2 separate regions of the Sus scrofa genome follow, and region 2 is linked to region 1. Evidence: chromatin contacts called from public Hi-C data. All regions are on one chromosome and are shown on one strand. The core of a region is the stretch at or near the end of the contact, and the rest is flanking DNA. Distances in the headings are between cores, read along the strand shown.

What was found. A called contact is a pair of places that touch in the nucleus more often than the background predicts.
Region 2: a contact with region 1 is called in a Hi-C map of liver, with 2.6 times the contacts expected there. The contact joins the promoter of FCHO2 here to the promoter of SFXN1 in region 1. A contact is called at or near these places in 2 of 47 Hi-C or Micro-C datasets (embryonic fibroblasts and liver) and 1 of 2 datasets of contacts at active chromatin or transcription factors (skeletal muscle).

What each region holds. Positions count from the first base shown.
Region 1 is chr2:82,055,590-82,060,131 of Sscrofa11.1, forward strand. SFXN1 (sideroflexin 1) reads right to left here and starts at 1,968. Exons shown (of 11, transcript NM_001098602.2): 1 at 1,917-1,968.
Region 2 is chr2:82,098,717-82,103,258 of Sscrofa11.1, forward strand. FCHO2 (F-BAR domain only protein 2) reads left to right here and starts at 2,567. Exons shown (of 26, transcript XM_021084438.1): 1 at 2,567-2,763. The coding sequence starts at 2,731.

The DNA of each region.
Region 1 (4,542 bases), core at 718-3,217:
TTTCTACCTTTTGCTCTATAGCTCCTTGAACAACTGCAACCACAGATAGCCCTTTCCTGAAAGCCCATGGGACTTAAATCAAATGCTTGCACTCAATCTAACCCCTGAATCCATACTTAAAGCAATTACATATTAGAGCTGGGGAGAAAACTGGTAGATCCTCCTCTCCAAACACCATCTTTTTTTTCTTTTTTTTGGCTTTTCTAAGGCTGCACCCATGGCATATGGAGGTTCCCAGGCTAGGGGTCCAATCGGAGCTGTAGCCACCGGCCTACACCACAGCCACAGCAATGCCAGATCCGAGCTGTGTCTGGACCTATACCACAGCGCATGGCCATCCAGATCCTTAACCCACTGAGCGAGACCAGGGATTGAACCCGCAACCTCGTGGTTCCTGGTCGGATTCGTTAACCACTGAGCCACGACTGGAACTCCCAAACACCATCATTTTTTACAAGCCAGATACCTGTGGTCCTGAGGGGAGAAAGAACCTGCTTGAGGTCCCAGAACCTGATGGTGGAGCTTCCACTCATCCTCCCAGGTTTCCCTCTCATCTTACAGCTTGTATATGGCAAGATCAGCACCTTAAGAGCTGCAAAGCCTCCTTATCTACCTGTCTACCCACCTTGCACCTTTTACAATGCCTGGAACATGGAAGCAGCTCAGTAGACTGGGGATGGGCAAAGGACAAGCAAAGCTAGAGGCACCCAAGTCAAGATCTGGAAGAGGAGGGAGAATAGAGATTACGACTTTGAGAAAAGTATCCAGAAAATGCCATGGGGAATTCAGAAGGCCCATGGAGTGGTTAAGTGCCCTAGCTTTGAAGTCACTTGTGCTAAGCTTTTTCATTCAGGCACTCAGTGAGGGTCTACCTGATGCAGGGAACAGTGAGAGAAGCAAAACAGAGGCCATGATCACAAACAGAGAATCAAAGAAGCAAGTCAACAGTTAATTTCAACTGGTGACAAATGCTCTTAAAGAAAAAACACAGGAGTAATCTAATAAAGAATGTGTGCATGAGGGAGCAATTTCAAACAAGCAGCCAAGCGAGAGCATATTTGAGGAAGTAATATTTAAGCTGAGATTATAGGTGACCAACTGTGTGATTTAAGGCAGGTTACTCAACCTCTCTGAGCCCCAGCTTCCTTATCTGTATTAGGAAGGCAAAGCCAAGTACCTCCTGGGGCTGGATGAGTGTAAAGTAGGTAGACCCGAATTACCAGCCCACACTAAGTAGACACTGCGGCTACTGTCATTCTGAGAAGGTTAGCGACCTGTAACATGTGGGAAAGCTTAGGAGGTCAGCACAAAATGCAAGGTCCCAGAAGGACCACTATTCCAATTACCAGCCTCTTTCTTTCCTACCATATTGCAAGTTCTGGGGCAGGGGCCAGGTGGTCTCTGACCCTGGAGCCCCGCTCTGCGCAAGGAAGAGAAGCCAGGAAGCTAGGAACTTGAGGGGCAGGGGTTCGGTGCAACTGGGCCACTTCTCAATCGCTGGCGCCCGTCCCCATCGTGGCCTGTCCCCGCGGCAGCCATCTTGGGTGTCCCCCCGCGGCGAGTTTCGTCACGCGGCCGTGGGGACAGCGTGGCAGGGCGCTTGCGGGAGTGGATGGGTGGGCCTCCTCCCATCAGGGGTGACCCACTCCACTGCGGGGGCTCAGGGTGATCTCGGAGTAGGTCAGGCTGCTGGAGGTGGGGAGTTCAGGCAGCGGGATGGCAGGGGTCCCCAAAGTGCAGGGACGCCCCTGGCCGGGGGAGTCCCGGCTATGGTTTGGGGGCTTCTGACCTCTCAGCCCGGGGGTCTCCCTGCAACCACTCCGCAGGCGCGCGCCCCCGCTCCAGCTCGTGTCCCTCTGCCAGGCTCCCGGCGCGTCTCCCACTCACTGCATTCGGGCCGATCGCTCGCGACTCACCGCTCCCGGCGGGCCACCACTCGCGCCGCTTGCAGGACCTGCTCGGCGCCGCCTCCTCCGCCACCGGAAGCGTTTCTCCCGCCACGGCTGCCCCGCGCGCCGCCGCCGCCCGGAGCGCGCCCTCGGAGCGCGTCCCCGTGCGGAGCCACGCGGTCGGGCTGGGCCGGGCTGCGGACGCGCGCAGGCGGCCCTGGACTCGCCCTCCCGGTCGCTGCGCCCTGCGCGCGGTATCCTCCCGGTTCAGGCGCGATGGCCAGTGCCCGTGCTTTAGCCTCTGGCTCCATCGTGAACCTCAAGTTCATCCTCACCGTGGTATAGGTCTCTGCTGAGGCCAGTGCCGTGTTTTCCATTTTGGTTTTCCCTAGGGATGACTTCTTACTTGACCATTTCTCTGTTCCTAGTCAGCATCCACTCACTCACTCACTCATTTAAACCATTGTTTCCCAAAGTGTGGAATTTGGCACCACTGGGGCTACAAGGCGATTTTAGGTAATACAAGGGCCACGACCTGATTCGTGTCTTTAAAAATCAAGCTGACTGCTGTGTGAATAGGCTGTAGAGAAGGAGATGCTGAGGCAGAAAGGCCAGAACGAAGGCTGCCACCATGGTTAACCAGCGGAGAGATTGTTGCGGAAACCGCAAAAACTGTGGCAACGGAAGGAGACAAACAGCACTCGGAGATATGGAAAAGCAAGGTTTATTCAGCACCGGTGCGGGCTCAGAGGAGTCACCTCCAGAGTCTGAGCGCCAGGTCTTTGTTCTCAGTAACTTTTATACACTACAAGGTCTTGATTTTCCCAGGTAAGCATCCCGGACCTCCCCAATCCCCAAGCAGTGTTCCTCCCTAAGAAACTGAGCAAGCAAGGTTACAGAGCAGAACTGATAAGCAATACTGGGTACCTGATTAGCAGGGCTGCTGGCTTGGACAGAGAGCACACAGTTGTTACATTATTACAAGAAGGGTGGCATAGGGATTAGCACAGCTGGAAAGGCTTGCAGCTGCCTTCTTAGCCAAGGGGTGGGGGTGGGGGGTTGTTCTTTAGTTAAAACTCCATTTCATTCCCCCCTCTTGATGTTCAGGGTGCATCTGCACCCCTTTACAGATCATCACCAGTCATAACCCTTTGGTAGCCTCTAATAAGTAGCAGGTGGGAGGCTGTTTTTCTTTCAACCATGTTTTTTTATAAAAACCTTTTATAATATTTATCAGGAGAGGTACAAGGCAGGGAACAAGTAGGCACCCTGCGAGTATAACCATAATTATTCCGACCATTGTCTTAATTTCTCCCAACCAAGAGAACCATTTACCAAAGACACTGTCTGTATCCCATCCTTTCCAAGTTTGTACAGGTACATGGGCTAGTTTAGTCATGCGATCAGCAATTTCTTCTACCACCTTTTCAGTGTCATCTCTTTGTAGACAGCAATTACTTAAGTTAAATTTTCCACAAACCCCTCCTTTAGAAGCAAGTAAATAATCCAAGGCCAAGCGATTTTGGTAGATTGCACTGCGCATTTTAGTTTGTTGTTGGGCCAATATAGTCAAGGCCCTTGCAGTGTCATTTGTTATAAGTTCCAAAACCGCCTGTAGTCTGATGATACGGTTCAGCATATAGATAGGGGTGCGATATCCCCAAGAGCCATCCTCTGCCCAGGTGGCAGGTCCATAATATTGAATTATCCATTCTGGGGGCCATTTATCATCTTTCCGGTCTCCAATTTGGAGAGCCCTCCGGTCTCTCTGGGCACCCTGTGCCCTATGTATAGGAACTCCCAGTTGCTCCCCTAGTGACAGCGGGAGCAGGAAGAAGGAAGGTCTGATTGTTCCCAGTACACATGTCCCAGTCCAATTTGGGGGGGAGTATGGAATAGGCCATTTTTCCACAAATCCAATATAATCCCTTTGGTGCCCGCCACTGGATATTAGTACTGATATCTTCCCATGTTTGTCGAAGGAGGGAAAAGTTAGACAAGGGATTAAGCTTGGGCTCTGAGCGATTGGAGGCTGACCACCATTGAGTCTTTTGGGCAGTCAGATTATAATACCTTAGGCCTAAACATGTTAGGCTTCCAACTGAAACATTAAACCGTCCTCCCCGCCTCGCAAGACAATTTCTCCCTATAATAGCAGTTCTGAGGAGTCATACCCCATTGGTGAGTTGGGGGTATGCAGTCTCATTATGAGGCTCTAATGGGTCCAGTTCTCTGGCTTGCCAAGGCCAGTGGTCTCCTGTGTTCGTTCCCCCGCTTGCATAACAAGAGGAGACCTTGAGAGTTTGTGCAATAGTTTCTGCCAGGGCTAAGAACAAGTTCTTAGTTGTGGCCGGAATGGGAGGTGGGGTGTTTTTTATCTCTTCATAAAAGGAATGAAAGACACTGTGAGAGGCAGCTTGGAGCGCAAACGTGATTCTCTGGAAATGTAGCACAGCTGCAGGGTCAAGCCCTCTTCCATCAATGTGAATGCTTATTTTGAAACCCTCCTTCCATTTGGGCTCACAGGCTGCTGATTCCTCAAGCTTCAGCCGTGCGTTGACTGACCAGCTTCCGGTGTGGTCAGAGCAGGGCTTTGAGATCATCGTCTCCTTCTCTGTGTTGTCAGGCGAAGAGGTCTCTCCGGATCGAGGGC
Region 2 (4,542 bases), core at 1,317-3,816, 44 kb after region 1:
CTGTTGTTTCTTTCTTTCTTTGGCTGTGCCCCATGCAGGGATCGAACTCAAACTATAGCAGTGACAATGCTGAATCCTTAACTGCTAGGCCACCAGGGAACTCCTTGTTGTTTCTTTTCAACAGGGCTATAACACACCTGCTTGGGCCAGAGTTTAATGTGGACCAGAAGCATCCCCTGGAAGCCAGCATGTGGACAGCAGGTATAATTAGAAAGAGCTCCTAAGAGGAAGATGAATCTTGAGGTGAGGTCACCCAAAAATTGAAGGCCAAATTGTTTATGGGCCCCTTCCCAATAGATCTCCTGGAAGAGACAATACTGAATCTTATTATTTTGATTTTTTTTTATCAAAAAAGGTAACTTCTCCTTTGAAGTATACACAAGCTCAAAATAATTCTTTTGAAAATATCTAAATTAATGTGAGAAAATTAAATCGAGTAGAACTTAAATGAAGGCATTTTTATAAGGCCTAAGATCTAGCACCAATTAAAAGTATGTTATTAAAAGAAGAATGGAATTGAATAGCCAAAGTCCATCCACGCTAACATTTTTTTCCTTTTTTTGGTCTTTTTAGGGCCACACCTGCAGCACATGGAAGTTCCCAGGCTAGGGGTCGAATCAGAGCTACAGCTGCCGGCCTACACTACAGCTCATAGCAACGCCGGATCTTTAACTCACTGAGTGGGGCCAGGGATTTAACCCTCGTCCTCATGGATTCTAGTCAGGTTTGTTACTGCTGAGCCATGACAGGAACTCCCACTCTAACATTCTACTGGGCTTAATCATTCTTGCACTGAATCTGCTGCTTAGATTCTGCCTGAACTCCAAAGCAGTCTATCTCTGATATGGGCTGCTTTAGCACCCACAAATTTTCACTGCCTTTGGAGTTTCACCTTTTGTTTTGAAGGTACAGGGCAAGAGATATGAAGTATTTCCTAGGAGCCTAAATAGTATTGGCCACGGGAGAGGGCATTGATATGGGCCAGTGTTCAGCATCAGCTCGGGAGTAGCAGAGACACTCATGTGTGTCTGGGTGTGTGTGTGTGTTTTAAATAAATTAATGTGTGTGTTTGGGATACAGGATAGGGGCCTCTCCTGCCCAGGTCTAAGCAGGGTAGTGCTCAGTGATACTAGGAATTTAATGCCAAGCTCATTTGTAGGATAATCTAGATGGCTACATTTTTCTTAGAATTTCTTCAGCATGGAGAAAGAGGACTAGACTAATGGCTTAGAGAATTGTAGCGAACTTCTACGTTTGACATTCCCCCAAGCTAGGTATAAATGATAGCTTTATGAAGACCTTTTCAAGAAAGGAACACACAGACCTAACCAAAGAGAAAGGGTAGTGTAGTGAACCACCACTGTTCCATTGCCAAGCTCTAAGAATTACCAATGCATGGTCAGTCTTTTTCATCTATACCCCTACTCAGTCCTCCTCTCTCCCTAACTTACTTTAAAGCAAATCCTAGATGTTTTATTCACACATCCTAAATATTTCTAAAAGATATTCTAAAAAAGATATAATCACAGGGCCATTATCCAATGATTCCCACTAGCAAATACTTCAACAGCTTCATCTATGGGTAAGGCACTGTGTGGTTTTTGCTTTTGAGGATGAAAATAATTTGCCATGAAGAAACGGTGGTGGTTTACCGTTTGAAGTCACAAGCTCTGAGGAGGTGTGACATGCATGTATGGTAAAAGCTACACTAGATCTACTGTCGGGTTTGGCATTAAGAACGGTAGATTGTGGATTTAAATGACCTGGTTTATATTTTCCCCCTAAACCTTTGGAAAACAAGGCGTGGGAAGGGGATTTAGTGTCTCTATTAGGCTGAGGCGTGTGTAAACTTGTTTCTTTTGTCCAAAAGGTACAAGTTGTTAAGAGAAGCATGGATTTATATGAACAACTTCTCCAAGAGACTTACACACACACACAAAACCAAAACTGCCTCGGTCGGGGAAATTGGTTGGTTTCGGGTCACGTTCCAGCTGTCGGCAGGCAGTACCGGCTGGTTTGCTCCAGGCAGGCCATAGGTCAGCGGCCTCGGCCAAGGACTTGGTGCCTGGGTCTCCAGCAGCGCCCAGGGCTCTCAGGCGACAGGGCGTTTCCTCTTTTCCGGCTTCGAAAAGTTTTGTTTTGGTTCTTAGTTCCCTGTCAAGGAAAGGCGCCTTGTTGACGAAAGGTTTCTCAGTCTCCTCCTTATGGCTTGAGGCCAAGTTTCCCCTATCCCAGTTTAGCCCGACTTGGGTTCCTTCGAGATCCTCGAAAGCACAGGGAGTGGGTCTTCCGAGAAGGAAGAGGAGCCGGCACCGGTACCACCGTCTTTGGCCGGCCCCTCTCTTCGCTCCGTTTTTGAGCCAGTACTCATGACACCGCGAAGGGTGCGGGCAGTCTCCGGGGTGCCTGCTCCGGGACCGGATTCTCCACCACTCCCTAGAGAATACTGTCTTAGCCGCGCCCGCGCAGGCAGGAGTGGAAAGGACTAAATCCCGGGAATGGGGCCCGGGGCGCATGCGCAAGCGAGCCGCGGCTTTTGAGTGTTCGCCCCGCGGCTGCAGCCGCTAGGTGGCGCATGCGCCCTAGAGGGTGCCGGCCGGTCTCCGGGAAGAAGGCGGCGGCTGCGGCGGCGGCGGCGGCGAAAGGCGGGGGCGCCGTGGGGGCCGGGCCGGTGTTTACCCGGCGGCGGGAGGGCGCGGACGCGGAACCCGGTGCGGCGGCGGTGGCACGATGGTCATGGCGCATTTCGTTGAGAATTTTTGGGTAAGAGAAGGATGTTGGACATTGTGTGGGTTTCGGAGTCTGAGAGTTTCGGCGGCTGACCTCGGCCTGCGTGCGCTTCGGGCGGTGGCGGCTCCGCGGGCAGGGCCAGCGTCCTCGGACCGCCGCCTGCTGCGTCCTGCCCGGGTGAAGCCCGTCGGGTGGCTGGTCTCCGGCCGCCCAGACCCGCAGGCTCGCAGCCCCTGCGGGGGGCGGGTGTTGTCAGCGCGGCCCTTCAGTCCGTGGCGGGGACGCCGAGGGGCTGCCGGCCGCCCGCGCTGGGACAAAGCGCCGGATGGGGCGGGAGACGGGACCCGGCCCCGCCGGAGACTCCCGGCGCCGGGCGCCTTCCGCGGCTCAGACGCGGACGCCGGGCCCGCGGCGCGGCCGCTCCCAGACGCGGGCAGCAGGCGAGTGCCGGCCGGGGGGAGCTCGCCTCCTTCCAGCCCCGCAGGCCCCCATCTTAGCCTTTTTGCCCCCCCACCATATCCCCACGAATTCCCGTGCGGGCTTGGGCTGGATCAGCACTTCCTCTCGGCTTCGCAGCTCGGCTCGTGGGTCTGTGCCCGGGACTTTGCCTCTGGGCCTGTTCACAAAGCGCAGAAAAGTTGAATTTAATGTAACTGGATTCCTTGGGCTTAAATGCACCGATACTTCTCCTTGTGCCCTGTGCTCCTTCCCCTTCCTCATTCTTTCCACACCCGTCCTCTTAACTCCGTATTAGTGTTAGCTGGTTCTTTGAGAATGAGTTCCCAGTCTCCCTGTGGAGTGTTTTTCTGCAGTTATTGTTTGTTGTAATGGGAAGTACAGTTCAGCCATGTACAGGAAAGTAGCATGTTTACTTAGGTATCTCAGGAATCCCATTTTATGGCTTGACAGTTGCATGTGCCACAATTCCATTTTAATTTAAGATGTAGAAATATTTAAAGCAGTACTCTCAGTGAGTAAGGAGTGTGTCTTAAATTCTTAATTTCCAAATGTTTCAAGCGGGGACTTGCTTAGTAATCACATCGGTTCATAATTATTAGTCTTGAATGTTTCTTGTTTTCCACACGCGACATAAATACTAGACGTTGGGGTTTTTGTTTTTAACACAGCTTTATTGAGGTATAATTCACCTGCCATACAATACACCCGTTTAAGTAAACAGTTCAAATTTTTTCGTGTATTCATAGAGTTGTGCAAATGTCACCACGCTTTTAGAACAATTTCATCACCTCAGGAAGAATCACGGTATCCTGTAGCAGTCATTCCCAATTTCCTTCTTTCTTTAGTCCTAATCTCTAGATTTCTACCTATGTAGATTTATCTATTCTGGACGTAGTTATATAAATGGGTTCATATATGTGGCTTTGTGACTAGCTTCTTTCACTTAGCATGGCTCCAAGATTCACCTAGGATATAGCATGTGTCAGGACATAATTCCATTATTTTACCCGAATTTGTGATCCAGCGTATGCATACAGACACGCACATATGTATACTACATTTTATTTGTCTACTCATCAGTGGTAGATCTTTGGTGGTTTGTGCTTTTTGACTATTAGGAATAATGCTGCTATAAACTTTTCGTACAAGTTTTTATGTGGACGTATAAAACTTAGAAATGTCTTCATTTCTTTCTGGAATGAAATTGCTAGGTCATATGGTAACTCTCTATTGAACATTTTGGGGAAGAGCCAGACATTTTCCAAAGTGGTTGCACCATTTTACAATCCCATTAGTGATGTCTGAGTCTTCCAGTTTTTCCACATGGTGGACAACATTTGTTATCTTTTTTAT